Linked DNA regions of Hordeum vulgare: region 2 is linked to region 1. Evidence: chromatin contacts called from public Hi-C data. All regions are on one chromosome and are shown on one strand. Each heading gives the region's core, a stretch centred on a gene start, on an enhancer-like site or on the middle of the called end of the contact. The rest is flanking DNA. Distances are from core to core; before and after follow the strand shown. Region 1 holds the start of LOC123406222 (hsp70-Hsp90 organizing protein). Region 2 holds the start of LOC123406045 (kinesin-like protein KIN-7C).

Region 1 (5,511 bases), core at 1,339-3,838:
TATAGGAAATTCCATTTTGGTCATCGGAAAAGTTTCGGGGCATCACCGGTAATGTACCTGGAATGCCCAAAGGGTTTTGGAGTCCATCGGAAAGGGTCCACCACCCTCGGAGGGTCCACATGGGCTGAGTTGGGTGCGCTCTAGCCCCTAGTGGGCTTGGTGCCCCTTCATACCTAGGCCCATGCGGGCAAGGGTTGATAGAGGGCTGGCCCAAGGGTGGCGCCCCCTTTCTTGGTGGGCAAGCCACCTTGATGGCGCAACCCCTCCTCCCTCCCTCCTATATATACTAGAAAAGGGGAAGGGCAACCACACCTGAAAAAACCACGATGATGCCTCCTCTCTCTCGTAGTATTTCTCTGTCGTCGTGACCACGGTAGTGCTTGGCTAAGCCCTGCCGAGATCGGTCCACCACCACCGCCACCACGCCGTCGTGTTGCCGGAGAACTCAACCTCTACTTCACCGCCACTCGCTAGATCCAGGAGGTGAATGCGTCATCGAGCTGCATGTGTGTTGAATGAGGAGGTGTCGTTCGTTCGGCACTTGATCGTGATTGGATCGTGGGACGGATCGTGATTGGATCACGAAGACGTTCGACTACATCAATCGCGTTTCTCAACACTTTCGCTTAGCGATCTACAAGGGTATGTAGATACACCTCCCCTCTCGTAGATGTTGATCTCCATAGAATGATCTTGGTGAGGGTAGGAAACTTTTTGTTTCCCATGCAACATTACCCAACATGAAGTTCCCCAAAACACAGGTTCTGATCCAAAATCCCTCAAAATTCCATGTAGTTAATTCATCGAGAGAGCCCTGCTTGCGAGTGCCTACTGTTGTGCCTAGTGGAAAGGAAGACGAGCGCTACATGGTTGGCGACCACCGGTTGGTGTGCCACACATCATGCTGCTTACCGCGTCATCTATGGTGGGAACCAGTGCTGCCACAACCGCGTGTCGTGTTCCCCGCGAGATCCACCCGGACACCACCGCGTCGGCTTTCCCCTCTCGGACGCCCACGAACACCAAGTTGCAGTCCTCTTCCTTGTGCTTGGTGTGGAAGGGGAAGAGGCGCTCGCGGGAGCGGAGGAGGCGGCTACCTACGGGGAGGACATGGCCGCCTTGGTCCCCGATGCGGCGGGCTGGAGGAGAGGAGGAGCATGAAGAAAAAGCTTTTTTAGGGGGGACGAAGAAGAAGAAGCTTTTTTTGCAGGTAACTTGGAGAGCTTTATTTCATATGAATGTCAACCCAGGACTGTCCGCCAAGAGACTGGTCACAAGGAAGCTAGGGGTTATATCGAGCTAGCTGTCGGTCACATTCAAAGTGCAAGCATGTTTTACACAAAGATGAGCTAGAATATTAGCTGATCTATTAACATGAAGTAAGCTAAATGAAGAGAAAATGTTATTGAGCTCTCCTATTTCTAGAAGGATAGGAGCCACAGTTTGAGTGAGAATTGTGACGAGTGTTTCAGAGTTTAACCAACTCTAGGCAATCCACTTCCATGGACACATGAGAGAAACCCCTAAGAGAAACGAAGCGGACACCATCCCGCAACGCGAAGGGTTAAGCGATCAGGGGATTTGAGACCCCCATGTATGGTTTGCACCAAGCTTCTAGAAGGCTTGTCGATGAACTGCAACCCCTCCTGCACCGCCCCTTGCTTCACTACCCGCGCCCACACTTGGAGTCGGGAAAACTTAAGTTCGTCCGTCCTCATGCATTCATTGAACTCCGCAAGAACCACGACATGCTTGTTTATATGCCATGGCGATCCGTTCCAAACGCGATCTCTGTCGCGCTGGGTCTCAAATTCAGCTACGAACGTGTTTGATCTAACTGATTTGAACTTCAGTCCACGTGGGTCCCCATGCTGGACGGAGGGCATTGGTGATGGTCTGGATATGAAATAGGCTTCGGTGAAGGATTTTACCAGCTAGTAACCATCTGGTAGATTTTCCTTCGACGCGATCGTCGATCACCAGAGGGGTGGCATGTTTCTCAAAGATGTCCAACTTGCCTAGAGTTTCCTCTAGTTTCTTCCTCGCGTCTCGACCCTCCCTTGCACTGTTCCCTGCTTCCACATCGACGACATTGGGGGCAGTCATCGACGATCCCTTGCAGCGGACAACGCTCGCCCCGGCGAGAAAGCGGTACCACAGTCAAAACCCTAAATCGCCTACGGCGCCGCGAGAAGTTTAGGGTTTTGGTGTTCCTATGTTTATTACAATCTTGTATCATCCATGTAACAGATGAATTATTCTACTCCAAGAAGTCAGCGTAACGATGTTGACGTACCCCACGAAGAATAAGAAGCTGACTGTGGCCTCCTGCTGATGTGGTGAGTGCAGTACGCTGTTGTGTACATCCTGCGTACGCGAATACATAGGCCAGGACCGGTGTTACAAGTTCGAGGACCGTATTGTCGCTGTATTGGCAAGTTTTTTTTTTTGCTACGAGCTGTATTGGCAAGTTGCAGGACCGTCTTGGGGCACTTTGTGACTTCAAGGACCGTTGTGGACATTGCCACCAAGTTGAAGGACCAACGGTGCATTTTATTCCCGTGGGAAGGTTCCGGAACCCTTGAGCGAGCTCGGCCCGGCCCCGGTTTTTAGAAAACTCTGCTGCTGCTGCTCCGCCTTAATCCCCATCTAACCCCAGGATTTGTCCTCCTCCACCCAGCCGCCAAGCCTTCTCGAAGCTTCCCCGGCCCGCCCCCGATCCGATCGGACCGCCTGCCATGGCCGACGAGGCGAAGGCCAAAGGTAATGCGGCCTTCTCGGCCGGCCGCTTCGAGGAGGCGGCGGGGCACTTCTCCGACGCCATCGCGCTCGCCCCGGCCAACCACGTGCTCTACTCCAACCGCTCGGCGGCGCTCGCCTCGATCCACCGCTACTCCGACGCGCTCGCCGACGCCGAGAAGACCGTCGAGCTCAAGCCCGACTGGGCCAAGGGCTACTCGCGCCTCGGCGCCGCACACCTCGGCCTCGGCGACGCGGCCAGCGCCGCCGCCGCCTACGAGAAGGGCCTCGCCCTCGATCCCAGCAACGAGGGCCTCAAGGCCGGCCTCGCTGACGCCAAGAAGGCTGCGGCCGCCCCGCCGCGGCGCCCGCCTTCTGGCGGCGCCGACGCGATCGGCCAGATGTTCCAGGGCCCCGAGCTCTGGACCAAGATCGCTTCCGACCCCGCTACGCGCGCCTACCTCGACCAGCCGGATTTCATGCAGATGCTGCGGGACGTGCAGCGGGATCCCAGCAGTCTCAACATGTTCCTATCCGACCCGCGCATGATGCAGGTGCTCAGCCTCATGCTTAACATCAAGATCCAGACGCCCCAGGACTCCGATTTTCCGCAGTCCTCCTCGCCGTCGCAGCCACCACCGCAGCAGCAGAGGCAACAGCCCGAGACAAAGGCGAGGGAGATGGAGCCTGAGCCACAGCCGGAGCCCATGGAGGTGTCTGATGAGGACAAGGAGAAGAAGGAGAGGAAAGCTGCTGCTCTGAAGGAGAAGGAGGCAGGGAATGCATCGTACAAGAAGAAGGACTTCGAGACGGCGATCCAGCATTACACAAAGGCCATGGAACTTGATGACGAGGACATCTCCTACCTCACTAACCGAGCAGCGGTGTACATCGAAATGGGGAAGGTGAGGTTTATTGTACAGATTCCATGCCTTATTAAAAGCTAATATGAGGATCTGATCTTCAGTTCACACCTGCTGTTTGTATATGATTGGTTGCTATAAGCATTGGAGTACCGTAGCAGTAGTTTTGACTATCGGGCAATTAGGTCATGGTGCTTGCTGCATATATGGCGACTAGCAATTGTGAGGCTTAGAGGTTTGATTGATGTGGTAAACTGATCAACATCAAGGCAAGATGGTCTGGTTTCTAGGTATTAAGGTACAAAGGGGTTTTGGGGACTAATAATAGTACAATTGAACAAGGCCTTAAACTTACCATAACTTATTGGTACTGATAGTGTTAGGAAAATAAGGTGAATTAAATTTTGTCAGCTTGGTCTCTCCTGGGCTGTGAATAATTGATGGTCGCAGTTCTTCTTTACCGAAATTTTCTAATTGCTTCTATATCATGGTTTAGAACCTTAATTAAGTAGATATCTCAGAAGTGTGCCGCATGATACTGTCTTGGTAACCAAGTAATGCTTCCAAGTCTTACCACACTTTTCTTGCCACACTTCTAGCAAAGCTTGGCAAGAATATTTGGGATTGTCTGGGTCAAAATTATTTGCCACAACCATGTTGGGGCAAAGTGTGGTTTGCAAATTCAGTCCCACACTTGTGGCAACTTGTAACAGAAAATCTGAATCTATGATTTTTGTGTCATGTGGATAATTAAGGGTGTTAAAGCAGCAACTGTGGAGCGCCTGAACAAAATATATTTGGGATTGTCTGGGAACCAAATAGCTCCATAGTCTACTACAGGTAGTTCTGTTCTACAATGCATACTGGTATGGCTTAGGCGGTCTTTGACGCCTGCCGCTTGATGGAGCTGTGAATGTAATACAAATTAACATTGTACAGGTGCCATACTAATAGAAATTTTCTGTTTCCATTTTGAATATAATGACACACCCTTGCGCTTTGAATCTGGGTAGAGTGTTAAGGTGGTGTGGCATGCCACAATTGTATGGCAGAAAACCATACAGTTGCAAAATCTTTGACAGTATCTGGCTACTGTATATCCATAAAAGTTGCAAAGTGAACACCAAATATAGATATGACCCTTGCAGGGAAAGCTGCAATTTCTTAATATCAATCTGTGAAGGATTTCTACAATGTAGTGATGGAAAAGATTCTTAGAAGCACCTCAGTGCTCTTGGATGTGTTTTGCCTTAACATGCCATTTTTGTTTACTTTGAGGAGTAAGAGCCTAGTGTTATGATTAGAGATTTATGACCATCCATAGAGCTGATTAGTGTACTTAGATCATGCTTAGGACCCTCTCCTTATTCTCTGCAACTAAAGATAGCCTGGTAATATATGTTATTTCTTGTTTATTGGAGTCTTATCATTTCCTGTCTCCAGTTTGATGAGTGCATTGCGGACTGTGATAAAGCTGTGGAGAGGGGAAGGGAACTTCGTGCTGATTTCAAGATGGTTGCTAGGGCACTAACAAGAAAAGGAACTGCTCTGGCCAAACTTGCTAAGAACTCCAAGGACTATGATATTGCCATTGAGACTTTCCAGAAGGCTCTAACTGAGCACCGGAATCCAGACACTCTTAAAAGGTTAAATGAGGCTGAGAAGGCAAAGAAAGATTTGGAGCAACAAGAGTATTATGACCCAAAGATAGCTGATGAGGAGAGGGAGAAAGGTAAGGGTGGCATTGTGTTGTCTTCTTTAGTCTCCCGCACTCCTTTTATCTTCTTCTGGTAGTATCAGTTACAGATTTGTCTTTCGTGTTGTTTTTTATGCTCATGGCAGGCTTCCTTATCTGATGGTTTTATAGGTAATGAGATGTTCAAGCAGCAGAAGTATCCAGAAGCAATAA
Region 2 (5,511 bases), core at 2,039-4,538, 830 kb after region 1:
CATGAATGGATCGAAAGAAAAATGAGTTTATCTGTGTGTATTCCGAGAGGAATACAGAGGGGAGCAATACAACAATCTCCATCATTCAGGAACGGAACAAAACAGACTAGAGTTTTCAATGCATTGTACCTTTCTGATTTGGTTGTCCTTTTCCTTCACCTGTGCTTCCAGACTAGAGTTTGATGAAACTGGATGCCGCAACTCACTCTCCAGTCTAGCAACTTCCTTTTGCAAATGCTTAACTAGTGTTTTATCAGACATGACCACATTAACCTGAGCATTTGTAACTACGTCCTTTGCACAACTCCCGAAAAACAGTGTATTTCTTGATTGCTCAATGTGACTTGTCGCAGGGCTGAGTGTACAAATAATCGCAGTTCTTGCATTGCCTCCCAAAGAAGGTTGTAATATCCGTGTAAGCTTGGAATCTCTATACGGTATGTGTGCATTGCTACCCATGCTGAATAACGAAAAAAAAACTGAAATGTCAGTAGCTAACAAAATAATCCCATGACTACATAAGTAATCACTCTTATAATGTGAAGAATCAAAGCAAAGTAACGATGTGAGCTGAATTTGCTACCTTAGCTTCCTAATGACGGTGCCAAGGGAAAGCAAACTTTTATTAATGTGGCAACCTTCTTTCAGCCTTGTGCCAGCTGACATAGCCTGAGATGCACGCTCACTTCCTGCCAGATCAACAAAGTTCTGCATGGGAAGAATAGCGCTGCTTACAGTTTTTCTCCAAATTGTATAAACTAAACAAACTGTGGTGTCTTCCTTACCACACTAGCCACAAGGGTAGTTGACTTGTCCTTTCCTAAGAATTCACGAGCAGAACTTTCAACAGTCTGAATTGGTTGATGAAAATTAAACGGTCAGCAAACATGCACACGTCTATGACAAATGGGCCACATATACATCAAATACATATTTCGTAAATATAATCAAGTTAAGGACAGACCAATTTAAGTATTTGATGGGATCTGGAGCTTTTTTCATTTAAGAAGGTCTCCCCGGTTCTCCTTTGAGCTATTACAATCACGTAAAGCACAAATGAGAACATACAATAACCATAATTTCCACAAAATGGAAGCTGCTATTAGTAAGCAATATTAAACCTTCGCAAACAGAAATAAGTCCCTTGAGGTGGTTCCAGTCCCTTAATATAACCTCCATAAGATTCTCCACGTAGGTGCCTTTCTGTAGAATAAACAACAATAAACCGGTTAGCAAACATGAGCATAACATTACTCAAAGTTAACAATGCTGAGAAGGAGCACCTTATTACCTCTGCATCATCCCAAAGTCTAAGAGGAGTATTTTCTGCACTCAGAAGATCCCTAACAACTTCATTATATATTTCAATTGCTGAGAACTTCAACACAAATGCTCTCTCCTCATGCTGAAAAAGAAACACTGATTTGAGGACTTTGTAACAATCGAGACCAAAACCTGGCCATGGAAGCTATGGTTGGTAGGGAGTTGATCACCTTGTTAATATAATCATATATATCTGCTACTGTGCACTCTGTCACTCCAGTCATAGTATATGTTTTCCCACTACTTGTTTGCCCATACGCGAAAACACTTGCTGAGAGAGAAGACACACTCTGATTTAGTTCAAACGCTATGATGTTTCACAATTTTGGACTCATAAGCTTTTGTGCAGTTTGCACTCACAGTTAATGCCACCAACTACAGAGAGGGCAACTTCCTTGACCCCTTCCTGGTAGACTTCTTTCGTACTGCACTCAGAATGAAATACCCTGTCTGCAAATACAAGAGATTTATGTTTAACAAGGATGCACACTAGGAAAATGGAACCAAACTATACGAGTATTACCAACTAATAACCCCAACTCACCTGAGATCCCTACATAGCAATTGAGCAATTGAGCACATTGAAATGATTTAAACAATAAGTCAACAATAGATAAAGGCATGATCACTATGCAGTAATAATATACACATCAAGTATACATGAAATTGTGTAGGGAAATATGATGTTTGAGTGTTGCTTCTGAGAGCCGTTGTAGTACTCTACATCAGGTGTTATGAAAATGCTCCCAAAAAACAGTACTAAAACTAATTAAGCATACTGAAGACCAGCGCAATGAAAAACCACAAAAGATGTAAGCATGAGAAGAGAAGAACACAGTGCACTGACCAAATGTGTATGCGGTTGGAGCTGTGGGTCGATCCGGGAAGGTACTCCGAAACATGATGGTGGTGTCATTGATGCACTCCCACTCCGCAGGCTCACCCCTTGCAATCTCCTTGTCACTCAGAGGTCTCACCCTCACCAAGACCTGTATCCTATCCAGGCTTCCTGCGCCACTTCCACCGCCGTTCACCACCTCAGCTCCATTCATCTTGTCCCACTGCACGGATTCGTCGCCTCCAATCGCCCCCATTCGCTCCCACACTTACCTGCCCCCTCCTTCACCTCTCCCTACACCGTCTGCCAGAAATGCAGCATTATAAGACCACAGCCAAGAAGCAAGGCACATATGATACGTACAGGAATAAAGAAGAAGCAGACAAGAAGGCAACACGGCAGGACGCACGAATCTGTCCTATCCCAGTGGATTTGAGTGCCGGGCAAGGCTGTTGACGAGCTCGCTGCTGCTGCGGGTGGAGGAGAAGGCAAGCATTTTTATGTGGACCCTTCGCTAGCAGTAATTACGCGCATCATCAGGATTCAGGACAGTGGTTAGCATGTCCGATGGCCGGGCACCACCGGAGAACCACCGATTATCCCAAATCTATGGCGCCCCTGTCACGCTAACCATCCTCCTTCCCGAGGAATTCGTAGTTATTAGCAGATCTGCGCGAAGCAATCGCCTGACCTAAGCACTCCCTAACAACCGAAAACAGTAGCCCTGGCAGGCTCACATCGACGTCGCCACCAACCAGCCGCAACAGCAGCTCTCCTCCCCTCTCCTCTGGTGACCAATAATGCTCAAGCAATAACATAATAAAGGAAAAGCGGGTAAGTTACTATACCAAGGCTTGGCGAAGACGGGCGGCTCCGGAGGGCGAGGAAGCGACGTTTCTCCGGACGGCGGCGGCGGCCATGGCTGGGGCGATTTCAGGTGGGGGATTCGCGGGGAAGTGGGGGGTTTTGGAGTCGGGGGGCTGGGAGTGGCGCCGGCCTCACCGCGTGCGACTGCTCCCCACGACGATCGATTTGGGGGGAGAGAAGGGTCAGGAGTGTAAGAGACGGTGGCTCGATCTTTTTTTTCCTTTCCTTTTTTTCTTTTTCTTTCTGCCAACCCCAGGAGACCGTTGCTTGGATTCCTCTGTCTCCTCTTTCGCAGGGCTCGTTTTCAATGATCTTGCTTAGTGGGCGCTTTTGCATGCAGGCCCTTTACGTTCTATATTGTTTCAGTTAAGTGCTTTTCACGTACTCACAAGTTTTGTACGCCCGTGCTGATGCTGGCATCGTATTGTACGAATAAGTGGCTACTGGTGGCGAGATCGATCCGAAATGTGATGACAATGTAGTGCTGGTTCACCTGCACCAAGTCCAAGAGTAATGAATCACTCGGATGGTAATATGGTATGCTTGGCGAAATCTGAGCGCACACAGAACCGGATACGTACGAGGGAAGGGACAAGGGATGCCGGGGAAGTAAAGAACGGAACATCCATGGTATACGTGCCGTGTATTTATCTCGGCAAGTTAATGCGGCGTGGAAATTTCGTGCGGGGGGCAGACGGACAGTGCGACGAGCAAATTCAAATGCTTGGCCGTTCGACGGAGTAGTAGTAGTGAGCGGTGGACCGCTTCTGAAGGTGTGGCTTCTTCGGTGGCCGGTGAATATCGGAGAACTGCTCACCACTAACGTGTATTGGTCGAGAACGTGCAGCTCCGGCTCCGGCTCCGGCCGACACCACCTCAACAACGGCTATAATTTGGCCTCTCGTTATTTTAAACGCGATCGGTTTACTCTAGACAATGGTTGATGTATTACTATATGGTGCCTTCTTCTTTTTATTGCGGGAATATCGGAAGTCAACTTTATCCATTTGTTAAGGTTTGTCCAAAATATTGTTCTTTTTCTTGGAAGTTTCTTCCCGCCATAAAATAAAATGAAAAACCGTGTCGGCAGTGCATACTTTTATGGAGTCAACTTATCCATTCGTCCCCCCTTGAATAATGAGAATATTATTTCCCTCGTAAAAGAACTTTTCCATTTATTAAGGTAAGTCGAAAATTAGTTTATTTTAACGACATACAAAAAGCTCATCCTTTTTGTTAATCCGATTATACTTCACTAGTAAAATTTCCCTCGTAGTGTATATAAATAAATACAATAAATGATTAGAATTGCCTTCAAGATTAAAGCTCATTTCCCCCTCATACATATGGGTGTGTTTGGATATTAAATGGATGCCCACCGGGCCACTCAAAATCAAGCCACCTCGACAGTTTGCGCTCCCTCAAATCCAGCCATATGCGGGGGAGAAAAGTGGTTGACCAAATTATCCGTCATGTTATCGTTAATAGGCAGTCCCAACACAAAATCCCCATCCCGCGATTTTTCCTGCCGGACCCTCCCCTTCTCACTTTGTTTCCCACCTTAGCGACACATTTCGTGTTGGAGCCCGCTCCTAAAAAAACAGATGATGTCGATCTCATCTTAGCCATGACAGCCTCTCTCCTTTAAACCATACTTCGCGCTCTGTTTTGATCCCCTTCCTCCGTGTTGGTGTTGATGTGCCACCGCCATCAAGGGGGACGATGCTTGCTTCACCCATGACTCCCCTGTCTCGTGATCCGTTGCCACATTGTAACATATAATTGAATGTCATGCGGTACCACAAAACAAAAATATAATGTATGTTGTTGGACATGATGGGCTTGTCCATTAGCGGTAGACCCATGGACGTGCATTTCAGGGCCCACCTAGGGTCCCACACAGTCATCAATGTTCTTAAAGCTATCGACGCAGTCTCGGTCTCACTCGGGCGAACAGATTCTCCCTCGGATGCACAGGGTCACTCGGACCGCCTTCGATCAATCGGACGTGCTCCGACACTCGGACTAAAGCAAAGTCACAATGAGAAAGAGACTGCAACGGCAAGAGACTTAAACTACCACATAAAGCACAATGAAGATCGGCGTTACTAGTAACACCGCACTTAGAGCAGCTGTTACTAGTAACTTCCGAAGTTATTAGCATTAACTCACCCTCCTAATGGCATTCGGCCCGTCGTGTCGCACTCTATATAAGCTGCACCCAAGCTCCTCGATGAAAGTGCAATCATGCCATTTATCATGTTTTGATGTTGCTGACAACACACATATAGACAACTAATCACTAATCCCCTCTTAAGCTATTGTTAATGATCATGTGTTGATAAGGACAAGCTCATGTGCTAACAAGGACAAGATCAAGATAAGCATTCCTCAGCACTACATGCTTGATTCTTGTGGATGTTCACATGGTGGACAAATGAAGATGAATACATAAGCTAGGCTTTCCACATTGTGTATGGGAG

What was found. Hi-C and Micro-C count contacts between places; a contact is called where the count stands out from the background.
Region 2: a Hi-C map of seedling shows a contact between it and region 1, with 4 times the contacts expected there. The contact joins the promoter of LOC123406045 here to the promoter of LOC123406222 in region 1. A contact is called at or near these places in 1 of 6 Hi-C or Micro-C datasets (seedling) and 1 of 1 datasets of contacts at active chromatin or transcription factors (embryo).

The regions. Positions count from the first base shown.
Region 1 is chr6H:398,106,881-398,112,391 of MorexV3_pseudomolecules_assembly, forward strand. It overlaps LOC123406222 (hsp70-Hsp90 organizing protein), which reads left to right and starts at 2,589. Exons shown (of 7, transcript XM_045099710.1): 1 at 2,589-3,644; 2 at 5,046-5,334; 3 at 5,470-5,511. The coding sequence starts at 2,739.
Region 2 is chr6H:398,938,410-398,943,920 of MorexV3_pseudomolecules_assembly, forward strand. LOC123406045 (kinesin-like protein KIN-7C) reads right to left here and starts at 3,289. Exons shown (of 14, transcript XM_045099544.1): 1 at 3,010-3,289; 2 at 2,171-2,464; 3 at 1,684-1,773; 4 at 1,494-1,594; 5 at 1,292-1,405; 6 at 1,122-1,203; 7 at 965-1,032; 8 at 786-851; 9 at 584-708; 10 at 130-460. The coding sequence starts at 2,417.